2 separate regions of the Sus scrofa genome follow, and region 1 is linked to region 2. Evidence: chromatin contacts called from public Hi-C data. All regions are on one chromosome and are shown on one strand. Each heading gives the region's core, a stretch centred on a gene start, on an enhancer-like site or on the middle of the called end of the contact. The rest is flanking DNA. Distances are from core to core; before and after follow the strand shown.

Region 1 (4,058 bases), core at 535-3,034, 120 kb after region 2:
CAATAAACATGAAATAACACGAAGTTAATACAATCAAGGACAGTTTCAAGCTGGAAGTCCATGCTTAGTGAATGTATCTATTATTCTTGATATAAAGTCATTTTCCTCTGGCAAGGGAGAGACTGAAATCAACAGTTTTCATTGAATTATTTTCTAAATCTGGGCCCATTATAACTTGTAAAGTTTTCTGCACACAATCCTACTTCTCCCAGCGACCTGCCCTACCAGAGATCAGCTGAGCCCAGTCTCAGGGCACTGGAGGTGGCCAGGCCAGGCAAGGGGGGCCTGACCCCTGAGACCCCAGGTGCACAGCTCCCTGCAGAGTCCTCCTGCCCGCCACCCTGGGCTTGGGCTTGGCCTCCGGGAAAAACAAAGGATCCAGAACTGGAATTGCACATCCAGGGCGCTGGGCTGCCAGGCAGGAGCCCCGCGGGGAGCACTCCTGGGGTGCGGTGAGTGTTTCTTGCCCGGGAATGTTTACCGGAGCTGAGTCAGCTGGCAGATGGAAGCTGAACTGGGGAGCGTCTGGCTGCACGAGGGGCTTGGAAAGGGGCTAGATCAGGCCCACGGCTGTGTCCTCAGAGCCTGTGGGAAGATGCTTCACCCCAGGGAAGATGCTTCGTTGACTTTTCTTCTAAGGCACCGCCCCGGGGAGGGGGCGCCTCTCCTTCACAAGCATCGCCGACCACCCGCGTTGAGGTGTAGTTTGGGGTGGGGGAGGGGTGACAGCGCCCGGAATGGGATCGCTGAGGTTGGCCTTTTGGAAATTCTTTCGTGGCCTCTCTTCTCTGCCCCACACTACCTGAATAGGTCAGTTCAAATCAACTAGAGGAGGAGTTATTGCTCGTGACCGTCAGCAGCCAGAGGTTCTGGTCCTCAGGCTGCCTGTCTCTTGCTGTGGGGCCTCGGCCATGCTCCTGAACCTCCCTAGGCCTCCACTCCACCTCCTTCAAATGACTGGATTGGGCAGGTGACCTCTAAGCATTATTTCCGACCTTAAGAGTCAGTAATTTATTATTATTTAATTTAGAAGTAATAGAAGATACGGTTCTTGCATTCAAGGAATACTGACTCTGGCTGAGGAAATGGTTCTTATGCTCGTGAGAGAAGTGCGCACCTTTGAAGACGGGACATTAGGAAGGGTTCCCTGTGTGGTCTGGTTAGTAAAGCTGTGAGGGTTCTGGAGGTGATTCACAAAGGAAGGCGGCCGGCCGGGTCCGCGGGGGCAAGTAGGTGCAGCCTTGCCATCTGTGTGGTCACCAGTGTATTTTGGGGGGAGGGCAACTGGTGGGGACCCTCTTAGATGTGGCCTTGCAAAGAGGTGGCATGTAAGCAAAGTGGGCTGCGTGTTGGTCCAAATTAGAAGTGACAGGCTCCGCAGTGAGACGTACCCGGAGAAGTCCCAGCGCTGTTACTGACTGTGAAATGCCCCGCCTCACTTTTCTCATCTTGAAAATAGCGCTGCTCTCATAAAACGGTTGTTATGACTTAATAAAATAAAGCGTGCAAAGTGTTTAGCACAATGCACGGTTGACAGTAAGAGCTCAATAAATGTTCACAGTAGCCTCGCTTTATGGCTTAGTATTTGCCCGGCACGACATCCCTGAGTTGGGCTGAAAATAATCCTGCCCCCTGCACTCATTTCACCCAGACATGGGTCAAAAAACTATGAGAATCTGGCAAATGCAGAGTTGGCCACCTTCCCAAAGGGACAAGCCAAGGTTCCCCGCCTTGGCGCCAGGGGCCACGTGGCTCAAAGGAGAGGTCTCTGAGGGCAGATAGATGGGGGTGGGGTTTAGGCGGACCTAGAGCGCCCATTGGCTTTCAGGGGCACAGGGCGGGGTCAGCCACCAGGTCCTGGGCAGGGGTGGGGGGGTGGGAGTGGTCATTCAGTGACAGCTCTTGGCTCAGTCTTTCCCAGGCAGTGGCAGGTGCTCACTGATCCTCCACAAGGAGCAGGGACGTGATAGCAGCTCCAGCCCTGTGCCATTTTTCATTGCCAGCTGTCAGCTTAAAAGACATCACCCCACCCTCTTCCCAGGACAGGAGAACCCAGTGCAGACCACAGGGCAAAAGAGGCTGCCAGGCTCGGGGGTGATGATGTGGGATTCCTATTTAATTTTTCTTGTTGCCCCACTTTCATAGGCTTTATGGATCACACTTAAAGTGAAAATCCAGACCAAAGTTACAAAGAATGAGGGTAAATAACCCAACCCAGTCTGCTGAGTTGAGTCAATACATGCATATTTTCTTTATAAGTATATGCAGAAGTAAACATGTGGCATAGCGCCTTATGTCCTAAATAAATTGGTAACATGAAAGCCTAAAATAAAACGCCAAAACCTTTACTACCTCCCTCCTTAAACATCCCAACCACCACCACCACTCTCCCCCCAACCCAAAATGGAAAGATTTAAGATGTTCTAAAGTAGACAGCTCCAGCGCGTCTGCAACATGGTTATTTTCTTTCAAAGCAATGGTTTGCACTTACCAACAGTGATTTATTTTTGTTTAGTGTGGGGGTTTGTTTCCCCTCTCGGTGTGATGAGCCTAAGTGAAAATTTTAGCGGGGGAAGGAATGTGGCCATCCTCCTGGAATTCAGAACTTCTCTGGGTTATCTCCTTTCTCCAAAGTTTGAGATTTCTTCCTCTCTTCCTCCCAGAAGCTCACCGTGGCGGCTGCTTTCCGAGAGTTTATGTGTAACTTCCTTCACTGCTGAGGCCAGGCTCTAGGTTAACTTCTGGAAGTATCTTTGGAAACTAATGCTCAGGCAAAACTCCAAGAAAAAGAGGCACATGGTGAGGAACTGACATAATTTTTTAACACCACAAGCAGCATATTTCTGTAGGCAACTGCAGCCAAAACAAGTTGCCAAGACCAATATTGATCTAGTCCTCCATCCAATCAACAAATGCCATTGTTTATAAGATATAATTTTTCTTGGTTAAAGTTCAAAGTTAAACTCCAAGGATTTTCAAAACTATAAAAATGAGAGGCTTTCATACCCTCAAAAAAAATTGCTGGCCAGTTTTCCTCCTTCATGGGTTTTCACAGTCACTATAAGAAACATAGCCAAGAAAACATTTTTGGGTCTTATTTTTTTTCCTCTGAACTCTGGTAGTTTTTAAAAGGAGGATTATGCTAAATATCTTCATAAAAGTCCCTTAAATCTTTGTACCCCTCCTGAAAACCATGGCATGTCAGCTGCACAGGTGACTACGGTTTGCTTTTCTGCTCCAGGGCTGCCCACCTGCCGAATTCTGTAGATCAATTCAGATTTTTCCAGGTTTACATTCAAGCAGCCCTCTCCCTTTCTACCCCTCCGTTTTAATGTGGAAATGACAGAGCCTTTTCTAAGCCCTTTGGAGAAGGCAGAGGATTCTGTGGCCCACGTCTGATTCTGAAATGGAAAACCTTAGCGAGTAAATGGTGAGCAGATGGTGCTTTGCAAACCAGTTCCTCGTGGTTCTTCTAGATCTAGAGGGGTGTCCCCTTCTGGGAGCTGGTGTCAGCGACAAACAGATGAGCTTTAAAATGTGAAACTAGGGTGGGATAATAATTAGATTTGTTAGATCTCAAGGTGGGCATCTTTTCCTTAAAAAAAATAAAAAGTTCAGGGAGTTTCCTTTGAGGCTCAGTGGGTTAAGAACCAACTCGTATCCATGAGGTTGCGGGTTCTATCCCTGGCCTCGCTCAGTGGGTTAAGGATCTAGCATTGCCACAAACTTTGGTGTAGGTCGCAGATGTAATTTGGACCTGGCGTTGCTGTGGCTGCGGCGGCAGCTCCAGCTCTGATTTGACCCCCAGCCCAGGGACTTCCATACGTGTCAGGTGCAGCCATAAAAAGAAAAAAAAAATTAGAGTTTTAAGGTGCAGCCTAAAAAGAAAATAAATAAATTTAGAGTTTTAACAGGGGCCATATCTTCTTAGTGTGCTAAGAGCTTCCACAGACACTACCTCCTACGGTCTTCACAGTAGCCCTGCAGGCCGGGCAGAAATGATCATTCCCATCCTATTAGGTGAGGAAACCAGGGTTTCAAGACCAAGGATGATTTGA
Region 2 (3,763 bases), core at 960-3,459:
ACACACGCTCTGTCCATCAATTCCACATCTAGGAATGAATTTTAAATTACGGGAATGTACAAAGACATGGCTAAAAGGTTGTTCAATAAAGCAGGACATTTTTGCTTCCCTTGGGGGCTGAGTGTATCTTTGTTAACTAGTTTCTTTCTAGAACATGTGCAGCATCCTCAGCACTAAGCACATTACAATATACATGCAAGACAGCAAAGCAAACTATTGCTTAATCCTATCAAGAGACAAAGAAGTAGAGCCTGGGATTTCTTGAATAGTTTTTATGTACAAGGCTCCGTGCTAGTTTTCCTAAGGTCTTTCTTTAAATATTCTTACCATAACCCTGTGCAAAAGCTATTATTAATCTTATTTTAGGGGAGTTCCTGTCATGGCGCAGTGGTTAAGGAATCCCACTAGGAACCATGAGGTTGCGGGTTCGATCCCTGCCCTTGCTCAGTGGGTTAAGGATCCGGTGTTGCCGTGAGCTGTGGTGTAGGTTGCAGACGAGACTTTGATCCCGAGTTGCTGTGGCTCTGGCGTAGGCTGGCAGCTGTAGCTCCGATTTGACCCCTAGCCTGGGAACCTCTATATGCCATGGGAAGTGGTCCAAGAAATGGCAAAAAGGCAAAAAAAAAAAAAAAAAAAAATTTATTTTATAGCTAGCGAGTCTGAGGCTCAGACAAGGTAATCTTTTTTTTTTTTTTTTTCTCAGCCACTTCATGGCACATGGAAGTTCCCAGGCCAGAGATCAAATCCAAGCCAGAGCTGTGGCCGGGGATCAACCTGGCACCTCCACAGAGACAAGCCAGATCATTAAGCCACTGCACCATAGTGGGAACTCCCAGACAAGTTAATCTTCTTCCAAGCCATGCAGTGCTGGTACATGGAAAAAAAAATGTCCCTTCTGCTTTATAAAGACCAAGTTCCCTAGGGGCTGGAGGAAAACGTGCCCTGTCCCGGAGGTACAGAGAGGCGAATACAGCATATACGTGGGCTTTGATCCCGCCTAAGGATTGGATCTGGGCTCTTCAAAGCCTTTAAGGAAGGATTGTAATTTCAAAGCTTCTGTCAATTCTTTTGGGCTACTAAAAATGAAAACTCATATTGGTCTGGGGTTGGGGGCAAGGCGTTCTTACAAGAGAAGAGCACCAAATCAGGGTTTTATTTGTACAAAAGGAAATTCCATTCTGGACTGGGGGAGTTTAGACATGGGAACCCATAAGGTCTGTGGATACCAAAGTAAAAGAGAGGGGAGCTGTTCCAATATTAACAGATTTGAGGCTTCCTCTGATGAGATGGGGGGAAGAGGATATTGGGGCTTTTTGTCCTTGGGATTGAAAGACACAGTCAAAGTGAAGCCCTGTGTGGAGGTGAGGAGGAAACAGGGCCGAACTCGGCAACATGTTGGGAACTGGAAGGTCAGGGAAGACCAGTAGGGACTTCCACCTGGCCGGAAAGGTGGTCCAGGATCTCGGGTGTAGTCACGGCTGGCTTGGAGCTTAAATTCCCCTTCTGTGCACTGAAATTCCATCCAATTTTAAGTCAAGCCAGAAAGCCCCATGTTAGCACTGCCTTGGGGGTAAAGGAAGGTACTGAGTCTATTTGGGGGACACCATTTGGATGGAGAATGATAAGTAACTGCCAAAATATGTCTACAGCCCTTGGAAGAGACTTGGGTTTCCTTGAGTCTCATGGGTTGAAAGCTGGAGTTATTTGATTTGCTTTTTTTTTTTGGACTATGCCCAGGGCATGTGGAAGTTCCCAGGCTGGGGATCAAACCCACGCCACGGAACCAACCCATGCTGTTGCAGTGACAACGCCAATCCTTAACCCTTTGTGCCCCAAGAGAACCCCTGCATGTTTTTTGAAAGGCTGACCCTGGAGGTTGTAATAAACTCGGGGACACATGAGTTCTATGGGGTTATTATGTTTCAGGGAATGAGACTTCACTGGTCTACAGGACAGCTGAAGCCATGCAGCAGGATCCCTTTTAACAGGGTTCACCTGTTGTAAGGCCGAGGCCTGACCACAAGCACTTGGCTGCCGGCTGCAGACTAGGTGATTACAGCATTAGATCATGCTTATAATGAGAAAAAGACTTCTCCTCCGGCTGACTAATCAGTTTGCCATTTTTATTGCACGATCACTATCTAGAGACAGTGATTCTGAACGCTGTCAACATCCCGGGTGTACACAGGCGTGACAGAAAGAATAGCTACATTAGCAAAGACAACAGGTGGAGGGATTTGCAAACTTGCTAAGAAGGTCAGGACAGCTCGGTCTCCCGGGGCACAGGCTGCCGGCTCCCATTAGAACAGGGATAGCTGCCGTTCCAGTTCCTGTACGCTGAGTCCTCTGTAGCCACTGTGCCTTTTTTTCTTCTTTTAATGTCAATGGCGTTTCACGCCCATTATCAATCTGTATTAGTCTCTAGGGCTGCTGTGCAAATTACCCCAAACTCGATGGCTTAGAGCAGCAGAGCATTGTCCCCTCACTGTTCTGGGGGTCAAACAGCCAAAATTAAGGTGTCGGCAGGACCGTGCTCCCTATGGAGACTCTAGGGGAGAATTCCTGCCTCTTCCAGCTCCTGGCGACTCCAAGGAAAGCCTTGATGTTCCTCAGCTTGTGGCCACATCCTTCCAGGCGCTGTCTCTATCTTCACAGAGCCTCTGCCCATCTCTCCGATTGTCTCCTGTGACGCTTGTCCTGGATTCCTGCACAATCCAGGAATCCAGGATGATCACATCTTTTCTCCCCCATGTTACGGCCACACCCAAGCATAACGAAATTCCTGGGCCAGGGATCGAACCTGAGCCTCCACAGTGACCTGAACCACTGCAGTTGGATTCTTTTTTTTTTTTTTTTTTCTTCTTTTTAGGAGCTGCACTTGTGGCATATGGAGGTTCCCAGGCGAGGGGTTGAATTGGAGCTATTGCTGCCAGACAACACCACGGCCACAGCAACGCAGGATCCAAGCAGTGTCTGACACCTATACCACAGCTCATGGCAATGCCAGATCCTTAACCTACTGAGCCAGGCCAGGGATCGATCCTGCAACCTCATGGTTCCTAGTCAGATTCGTTTCCAGAGCACCATGACCGGAACTCCTGCAGTTGGATTCTTAACCCACTCTGCCACAGCAGGAACTACTAGGATGATTGCGTCTTGAGATCCTTCACTTAATTACATCTGCAATGACCCTTTTCCAACTTAGGTCACATTCAAAGGTACCAGGAGCTGGGATCCAAACATATGTTTGGGGGGTGTGGGCACCATGCAATCTGCTACGGTGATTAATGAAAAAATTCCAAGATGAGTATAGGAAGCGATAATGTTTTGGAAAACCTTGAGACTGTATTTCTCCCTGTTGATTGTCTCCTTTCTCTTCCTGCAGCCCTTCTTCATGTTTTGCCTCAGGAAAAGGAAGGCAAATACCATAAAGTGGAATAAAAGGAAGATAAAGGGGTAAAAGGATAAAAGCAGGACAGATGGACAGAGAAGGAAGAGAGAAAGAGCCCTCCCACTCCTGGGAGAGGTAAGAAGCAGCGGGAAAAGGAAGAAGGCCAGAGAACAGAGTGGGGGTTCTATTTGGACCCCCCTACCCTAAGGTGGAACCGAGAGGACTCATGGAGAACAGACATGGACAACAGACTTGGGGTCGCCAAGGGCGGGGGGTGGGGGCAGGGAGTAGGATGGATGGGGAGTTTCAGGTGAGTAGATGCAAACTATTCCATCTAGAAAGGATGGGCAAGGGAGTCCTGCTGTGCAGCAC

The links. A called contact is a pair of places that touch in the nucleus more often than the background predicts.
Region 1: a Hi-C map of skeletal muscle shows a contact between it and region 2, with 7 times the contacts expected there. The contact joins two enhancer-like sites. A contact is called at or near these places in 2 of 47 Hi-C or Micro-C datasets (mesenchymal stem cells and skeletal muscle) and 2 of 2 datasets of contacts at active chromatin or transcription factors (alveolar macrophages and skeletal muscle).

The regions. Positions count from the first base shown.
Region 1 is chr8:19,971,522-19,975,579 of Sscrofa11.1, forward strand. The region is part of intron 1 of RBPJ (recombining binding protein suppressor of hairless); the gene reads left to right. Among named protein-coding and RNA genes, the nearest start is that of RBPJ, 41 kb to the left of the region's middle. Within about 2 kb of position 1,785, at least 15 of the 83 cell types and tissues checked have an H3K27ac peak or open chromatin away from gene starts, as enhancers often do. A contact at or near this core is called in skeletal muscle, where this site is marked.
Region 2 is chr8:19,850,687-19,854,449 of Sscrofa11.1, forward strand. No RefSeq gene overlaps it. Among named protein-coding and RNA genes, the nearest start is that of RBPJ, 80 kb to the right of the region's middle. Within about 2 kb of position 2,210, at least 6 of the 83 cell types and tissues checked have an H3K27ac peak or open chromatin away from gene starts, as enhancers often do. A contact at or near this core is called in skeletal muscle, where this site is marked.